Linked DNA regions of Mus musculus: region 2 is linked to region 1. Evidence: chromatin contacts called from public Hi-C data. All regions are on one chromosome and are shown on one strand. The core of a region is the stretch at or near the end of the contact, and the rest is flanking DNA. Distances in the headings are between cores, read along the strand shown. Region 1 overlaps Ptprn2 (protein tyrosine phosphatase, receptor type, N polypeptide 2). Region 2 overlaps Ptprn2 (protein tyrosine phosphatase, receptor type, N polypeptide 2).

Region 1 (4,055 bases), core at 1,166-3,665:
TAGAATGAACAATCCTACCCAGAAGAAACAACCAAGTCATGGTTGTAACAGTTGTTACTCTCATGAACATGAAGGTATCTTACTACATATCCCCAGCAGAGTTGACATCATAATTTTTATATTTTTTAGTTATCCTTTAAATTTTCACATATTTATACATTATTTTTGATCATATCCATGTATCATGATTATCTCCAAATAGCTGCTCAGAAAGTGACCCCTTATCTTTGTCTTAGCCAGACTAGTGCATCTGAAGTGGTGGCTCTTCAATATCACTGCGTTTCTTCAATGAGTGACACTGAACAGTGTTTTAAAGATTTATTTATTTTTATTTTCTAGGTGTGTGAGTGCCTGCATGCATATGTGCGCATATGCATTTCTGGTGCCCTTAGAGTCTAAAGAGAGTATTGGACCCCTGGAACTGAATTGATGGATAGTTATGAGCTACTGTGTGGGTACTGGGAGCTGAACCTGGGTCCTCTGCAAGAGCAACAAGTACTTTTTACCATGGAGCCATCTCTCCAACCCCAATACTGAACACTTTTGATGTCTTTGGTACATTGAACACATTGACCCTTCATATTTTTTTTTCCTAAATAAATTATCTGTTCAAAATTTTTACACATTTTTCACTGGGTTCCGTTTGAACTACCAGCACAATGATAGCATACACTTGCTTCCACACAGGCACTGTCCCATGAAACCATCCACAGGACAGGGCTCTGAAGCATGTGACCACAAGGAGCTCTCTGCCTGTGCAGAAATGTCCTCCCCTTGCCCCTGCACATGCCTATGCAGCCATGATCTGCTTCTGTTACCCGCTGCTTTATTCTTCTGTCCATCATTGCAAGGCTTATCCATGCTGCTTGCTACTGTATGCCTTAGTACTTCATTCATTGCTAATGGTCTGTCGAAATTGCCTGTTCACATGTTGGCAGACATTTCAGTTAGCTCTAGTTCTGCTCTCTACTACAAAAATTACCACAGAACTTTCTGTGCAAATTTTGAATGGCCTTATGCTTTCGCTTATCATAAGAAGAGATGGAGTGGTTGGAACCTGAAGAGATGTGTGGTCAACTTTTTAAGACATTTTGTAGTTTCAGGCCCTCCACCCCACCAAAACATGCGGCCAGATTTCTAAATTTCATCCACTCTCCCAATATGTAGGATGTCAATCAGCCTCACATTGTCAGTCTAAGTTGTTCAAATCTTCCATCTCACCCATCCCCCTCTTTCTCACATCTTCTCCAAGCTGCCCTGATATGAGTGCCTGTATTGTGTTCGCAAAGGTTGTGATTCTGGTTGGGTTTCTCTGGTCCTCTGAAGAGGTTCCTGCTCATCTTTACAGCTAGCTCTTGACCAGCCTTGACATATAACAGATGATCCCAAAAGTCCCCATGGAGCTCCTTGCCCTACTAGGGGGTTTACCTGTTGCTCCAACTTGTAGAGTCCCAAATCCTTAGGACTCTGCATCTTCAACTTTAGGGAGTTTCTTGGAAACAGCAGAGCAGCCTCTCATCTAATTATCCATGCTATGGGTGGTTGTGGAGGTCCCTAAACCACAAATATGTTCTAGCTGCCCTATCACTCAGGATACCCCCAGTCTACCTTCCAATCCTGCTGCATGTCCTTCACGTTGCATATTTATCTCCATTACTGTACTACTGTATTATATTTACTCCATTTCAACTACACTTTTGTTGTTTCTTTTATTAAATATGACTGAAAAATTTGAAGGGCAGGTGCAGTTTCATATCTTTCCAATCTCAGAGCCCATTATAGTTGCTTTATATTAATTATGTTCTCAAATACTCCTGAAAGTAAATTAATTAATGGTATCAGCAAGCAATGAATTTCAGCTTGGCCCTCTTCAGTGGCATGTGGAATGGGGATGTAATTGTGCTCTGTGGGTAAAACTAGAGCATGTTAATGTTATGCAAAGCACCTGAAAGGACTCTGAGCCAGTGCTACTCTGGACAATAAAGCAAGAAGGTAGGCACCCCACTAACAACACAGGGACAGTGGTAGAGTGGATTTAGTTATACGTGCTCAAAGCATGTATCAGAGTGGCTCCTGGCCATGCCTGTTTAGGAGGAGCACGGAAGTTCTACTCCCCATGGTTTCTGTTATGAGGTAATCAGTCCAACAGTCTCAAAGAGAATAAATCAAAATTCTGTCTATGCAGGAGTCAGATTCTCCAGGATAGATATACAGGAAAAAAAAAAAAAACATGATTTGTAAACAATTCACTAGAAATTGGATGCATGTTGAAACACCACCAGTGGCTACAGTTTAAATTGCTACAGAGATAGCCTGTCACCCGATGGGAGGGGTAGGAGAAGCCCCTAGTTCCAGGCTGGCTGCGGAGCCCTGCGGCAGCTTGGATTGCTGCTGCACTTCTGTGCTTTGTGCAGACGATGCTCATTAGAAATGTGACTCAGCTCTCTCCTCATTTAAGCACTCAACAGAAAATAATGAGTTCTGGGCTTTCACACTTTAAAAAAAAATATGAAGAAACATCTATCTGAATACAGAAGAAAAAAGAATGTGTAAGCCAGAAGTGCCCCCCAGCGCTCGGCCTCTGAATAACTCACAGCCATTGCTCTGAAATGGCCACCCTGTTGGATGATTATAATGACCATTAGTTCACACTGGGCAGCTTTTGAAGGGAAATAACAGCTGTGGGTAAAACGACTGGGCTACAGGCATCTACTGGCACTGTTGTGGCTACCTGTGGTGTGAGATCATCCTTCTGAGTGGTGGTCTCAAGGAACCCAGGAGCCAACATAGTGTGAGTGGTACTGGTGTCATGGTACTCTGACCGCACCCTGCCAGCTCCCCTTGCCAACTGCTCTTTCTGGGCTGTGGGGGACATGAGCACTTGCCACTGCTTCTCCTCTCTATGGGTCCTGAGCCCACAGAATCATCTAGAAAAATATGCCAGCCCCTTGTGGACATCTGCCAAGAGAAGCCCTCGTTCTAGCAGAGCAAATGGTGTTGTCATTCTACATGAGGAAGGCTTCAAGTGCCTTCAGGGAGTCAGCTGCTGGTGCTGGGATCACAGCATAGGTGTATGCTATGTATGTATGATAGGTATATTAGGACAGAGGAAGCTCAGGACTGAGGAAGCCTTGGTGCGGGTTCGGGGAAAATCTCCAGATGTGGGTGCTTAGCAGCATACTACAGTCTTAGAAAACACAGCCCAATGAAGTAACATTGTGGACATTCATTAGAAAGAGCTGTTGAGCCTACAAAAAGCCTACCACGCACACCAGGGAGTCCAGCTTGCCCACCATCCCCACTCTCACCCTTAGAGATGAGCTGGTTCTCAGGCTCAAAAACACTGACTTCTGGAATCCAGAACCCTTTGGCACATCGTAGTGACCATAATTTGACACCTTAGACGCCCACTGAAAAATGTGACTTGGCTCCAAAACAAGCTTACTCTAACATCCTGACTGAATGAGCCAGGAACATTCATTTCACTAACAGCTGTACTCGTTATAACCTTCATAATCTGAGAAGCTTTTGCCTCCAAACGAGAAGTCCTATCAGTTTCTTACTTTGTACCTTGGACCTAGCAGGCAAGTCTGGTCCTGAATAGCATGGTGATTGCCATGTGCCTAAGCCTGCCTTCAACAGACAGACAGTTGTCTAGAGCCCAAGCCTGAAAGCCTTACTGTTTTGGACACCATGTCATCTTGATACTCTATCCTAGATAGACAGTCATTCTGTTGCCCTGAGATATCCCCACCAGTGACTTTTCAGAAATTAGAAATCTCCAGGGATATAGGGATTGCTGATTTAAAAACAGACCAGCCAGGTACCAGACCTAACTCCAGCCATATTCAGATGCCCTTGTCTTCTTGCCATCTGGGCTATGTCTCCACTCCTATCCTGAGCACATTTCCTACAGACTGGGAGCAGAGCTCTTCCTTGGTCTCTTAGTACTAGATTTCCTGCAGTGGTGCCTGGAATCAGCACAGCCCCAGGGTCCAGAACCTCCTTGCATGCAGCCTCACTCTTCTCATACTACCCAGAGCCTGTAGTCAGGA
Region 2 (4,055 bases), core at 1,024-3,523, 190 kb before region 1:
CCACATTGCAATGTAGGGAGGCAGAGCTTGTGGATATGCATCCACAAGCTAAGGAGTGCTATATTAATTACTTTTCTCATAGCTTTTACAAAATGCCCAATGTAAACAACATAAAGAGAGAGGAGCTTCCTTAGGCTCATGGTTTCTAGAAGGTCAAGTCATGGTCACAGGCTCGCCTGGAGTAAGGCTGACCATCCAAGGCTGCTCTTCACTTAATGAATTACAGGAAAGAGCCAGTTACCCCTATTTCCTTCTTCCAGGACCGACCTTCCACAGTTCCAGCTCTTCTCAATACTCCATTCAGATTTGACTTTATCAGTGGATTGATCAATCATCCACGGATTAGGTCACAGCCCTCATAATCTAAGCCCCCCTGGAAATACCCTCAAGAGCATGCTGAGAGATGTGCCTTACAAATCTCGTAGGAGTCTTTCAGTCTAGTCAATGTGGATATCAAGGTTAAGCATTACAAGGGGATCATTAGAGTGCAAATTACCCAAAGTGGGTTTTCCCTAAATATGTCAGAGCAAGATGGGCCCCTCTACACTGAAATTCTAGTTTCTAAGACTGCGGGAGTAGCTTTCTGCTGAGCAACTTCACCTAGGTTGTGGTATTCTGCTTAGCATCGCTGGGACCCTGATACTCAGAAAACAGTACTGTGTTTCTGGGAGACAGGTCAAATTGACCTTCAGTTGTAGGAGACCCTGGAAATGGGTAAGCAGAGCCAGCCATGACCGAACAGATGGAGCAGGAGAGCAATTTGCAGGAACACATGGAATATCACGGTTTACTAATAAGTTCCTATCTTCTGTAATTAAGAGGGTAGAGTCTGCTGGAATGAGAGTCCAGGAGGCTGACATGAGTGGCTACATTGGGCCCCTGGGTGTCCTAGTAAAAGCAGTGTAGAGGGACAGGTCGTGCTGTAGTGTGAGGCTTTCTTGTCTTTATTTTCTAATCACAAAGGCAAGCAGGGACTTTTTCTATGCCATGGAGACTGTGCTCCTCTTGGTAGGCCACATGAGCTAGGCGAGAACTGATGTGTGTTTATGGTTATTGAAGTGTCTGGCTTTGCTAGGGGCAGAAGTAACAATGACATGCTAGGCCAAGGTCCTCGATGACTTCTGTGTTCAGTGGCCTTTCAGTGACACCTGCTGACAAGGAGCATAAGTATAGCAGTTGCGGTGGAGTGTTTAGGTAGGCACACACCTATCTGTCTGTTGGAGAGCACTTGCCAGTTTACAGGTGGACCCTCAAGCGGGCATACTCCCATATGTTATAGGGCAAGATGGTCTCTTTACCAGAGTGCAGCAGGTAGGTGATATGAGCAGGGTGTGAGTGGGTGATGCAGGTCAGCTTGTGTGCCTTTGGCTAGAAGCACCACAGGAGGCTTTCTGAACAGACTGAGTGCTTGCCACCTCTCCAGACCTCAGCTTGTTAAATGAAAATCACCTTCTGCTCCCAAGCTCATAGGCTCCATGGTCTCACAGGAGCCAGGAGCCATCCTGCCCATGAAGACACTAGCCAGGGTGGTTCCTCTGCTTCTCAAGGTGAGAAAGGCAAACATTGTCAACCCTGGGCCAGGTAGCCAGTAAGTCATGTCACTGCAGTTGAAATATACATTATGCAATTTTTTTTTTCAAAAAAGCATATGAAATTGTTAGGAAAGAGAGAAGAGCGGGTAGCCACCGTCTGATGCAACTTACTTCATTTTACGTGACTATTTACTTTGATATTGAATAAAAATTGAATTTGTTACTATGGCAACTGCTACATCATATAGTTGCTCTCTGCCTCCGAATCACAGGGGAGCATGAAAGGCCCATGTGAGCTTGGTGCTCTCGGCGGTGGTTCAGGAGAGAAAGGTATTCACTGTAAGTTCATATTTGTGCAAACGGCAAGTACAGTGGGACGAATGTTGGTGCAGTTTTCTTTGCCGTGTAGAGCAGTGGAGGCGGGAGGTGAAGAGCTGTTAGCCTCAGGTTTGTGAAGTCAGAGCTGAATATCTGCTCCCTGAGCCCAGGAATGGACAGGCTGCTGGGAACCTCAACTTCTGTCTAGTCTGCTTACCACTCATGAGGGCTGTGAAGGAGCTGAACACGGAAAAGCGAGATGGGGCCCCAGATATTTAATGCAATTTCATGCAGATTTTCCTTTTCAAACACAAATTAGGAGTCCTGACAAGTCAACAGTCTTTTCTCAGGCCTGTGCACTTTTGCATTTAAGAGGGAAAAAAAATCCGCTTCCTTTGTCAAGAAATGCAGATTAGAATAAAATGAGGTGAATGTGCATGGAATGCCAATGAGGGTCCTGCAGAAGAGAAACAAGAGCACCCTATTCCCTATCCCAAGGGCAGTGTGTGTCCCCAAGGAGTCAGGACATGGCTCCTTCCCTGTCCCCACTGGGAACCCCCAGTGGGGAACAGAAGGGGCTTCTGGTGTCCTGGGGAATGCCTGTGGAACCTGTGGTTTCCCCAGGTTCTCAGAGGGCCTGTGACGCCTAGGGCACAGCACTCTACACTGTGATCATAGCAAGCTTGTTCCCAGATGATCCATGGGCTAACGGGGGTGAGGGAGTGTGCATGAGGCAAGCACACATTCTCATTTCTCTGCAGGGCCTCCTGGCATATGTGATCAGACATGGCAACAAGAACATCTGGAACCCAGACCCCGGCGACCTTCACTCGAATGCCTGCCACATCTGTATTTGCCACTCCACTCACACCTCACCCCCTTCTTATACATGCTTGGACACACGTTGGTTGCTCCCGTGGCTCTTCTGAATACCTACAGGCAGGCTGAGCTACCCATGGTAGAGACGATGGCCACCCAAGGAAAAGCAGCGATTCTATTGCCCAGAAATGACACCTGCACGTTTGGCTTACAGAGTCAAAACAAAATGAACCAAAGGAGCAAGAAGGGCATGGTGGGACTGTTACCACAGTGGCATCGCTGACAGCAGCACAGGACATTGCCGAATCACTGTCACTCAGCCACACCACATTCCATGTGGGAACCACAGCACATACTTCCCAGGGACCATTACTCGAATAGTCACAGGATATAAGTAGCAAGGAGGACTAGGTGAAGGTGATGGACACTAGATTGGAGCCTGGAACCCAGCAAGGCTGGACCACTGTCTCATACATACCCAAGACCCCAGGCTTGCAGAATCCCCTCCTATTTACAGGTTCACTGACAATGCTGATCTCCTCCATGCAACCAGCTGTGTGAAGGGTTTCCCTGAGCTCCTCCCACATCAGGGTGCACAAGCACCCACTTCACCACAGGCCTGTCCTGCCTCTGCCGATGACTCCCAGTGCTTATCATCCTTGACATTTATCTACGTGCAACCTTCACCGAAGGTCAGGGGTGGTTTTCATCGCGTACTGTGCTCTGCCTAGGAACAACACACCCTGTGGGGTGGACACAGATACATGATGGCCAAGGACACCAGTGTCACAGTCTATCAGAGTCAGTGGAGACCCAGGTGACTTTACCATCTCCAGGGCTGCCTGCTCACGTTGGTGTGGATGTGTTGTCACTTAGTACAGTTGTATGCCATCTTTATGTAGATGGTACAGTGTGATACTACTGACTCAGGGCTGCTGCACACACTCCACATAGTAAAAATCTCCTGTTTTTACTGACGCCCTACAATTATATTCATGGATCCAAGGGGAAACCTGCTAGGTGAGTGTTATGTAGGGATTCTCTAGTCCAGTTTGCGGCATCTTGAATCTCTAATGATTTCAAAGGAATAGGCCAAAAGATACTGAAGAACAAACTTACAACCTCCAACCTCACCACAGGATGCCTGGCCTGTGAGCAGCAAAGTGTCTGCATGTGTATGTATTGCTGCCTTAAAGGCACCAATGTGTCTGCACATGTATATATGGTTGTTTTAAAGTCAGCAATATATATACATGCAGCCACCTTACAGGCAGAGTTCTTTCTTTTAGTGATTTCAAGGAAATCACAGAATTCTCCTGATTTATTGCACTACAATCATCACCTTCCTCCAGTTTTATATTTTAAGACTCCCCCTCCTTTCTTCCA

Evidence for each region. Hi-C and Micro-C count contacts between places; a contact is called where the count stands out from the background.
Region 2: a Hi-C map of cortical neurons shows a contact between it and region 1, with 2.6 times the contacts expected there. The contact joins two enhancer-like sites. A contact is called at or near these places in 4 of 484 Hi-C or Micro-C datasets (cerebral cortex, cortical neurons and embryonic stem cells) and 1 of 115 datasets of contacts at active chromatin or transcription factors (astrocytes).

Annotation. Positions count from the first base shown.
Region 1 is chr12:116,841,526-116,845,580 of GRCm38.p6, reverse strand. The region is part of intron 5 of Ptprn2 (protein tyrosine phosphatase, receptor type, N polypeptide 2); the gene reads right to left. Among named protein-coding and RNA genes, the nearest start is that of Gm31336, 86 kb to the right of the region's middle. Within about 2 kb of position 2,415, at least 26 of the 459 cell types and tissues checked have an H3K27ac peak or open chromatin away from gene starts, as enhancers often do. A contact at or near this core is called in cortical neurons, where this site is marked.
Region 2 is chr12:117,026,874-117,030,928 of GRCm38.p6, reverse strand. All of the region lies in intron 12 of Ptprn2 (protein tyrosine phosphatase, receptor type, N polypeptide 2), which reads right to left. Among named protein-coding and RNA genes, the nearest start is that of Gm10421, 120 kb to the left of the region's middle. Within about 2 kb of position 2,273, at least 16 of the 459 cell types and tissues checked have an H3K27ac peak or open chromatin away from gene starts, as enhancers often do. A contact at or near this core is called in cortical neurons, where this site is marked.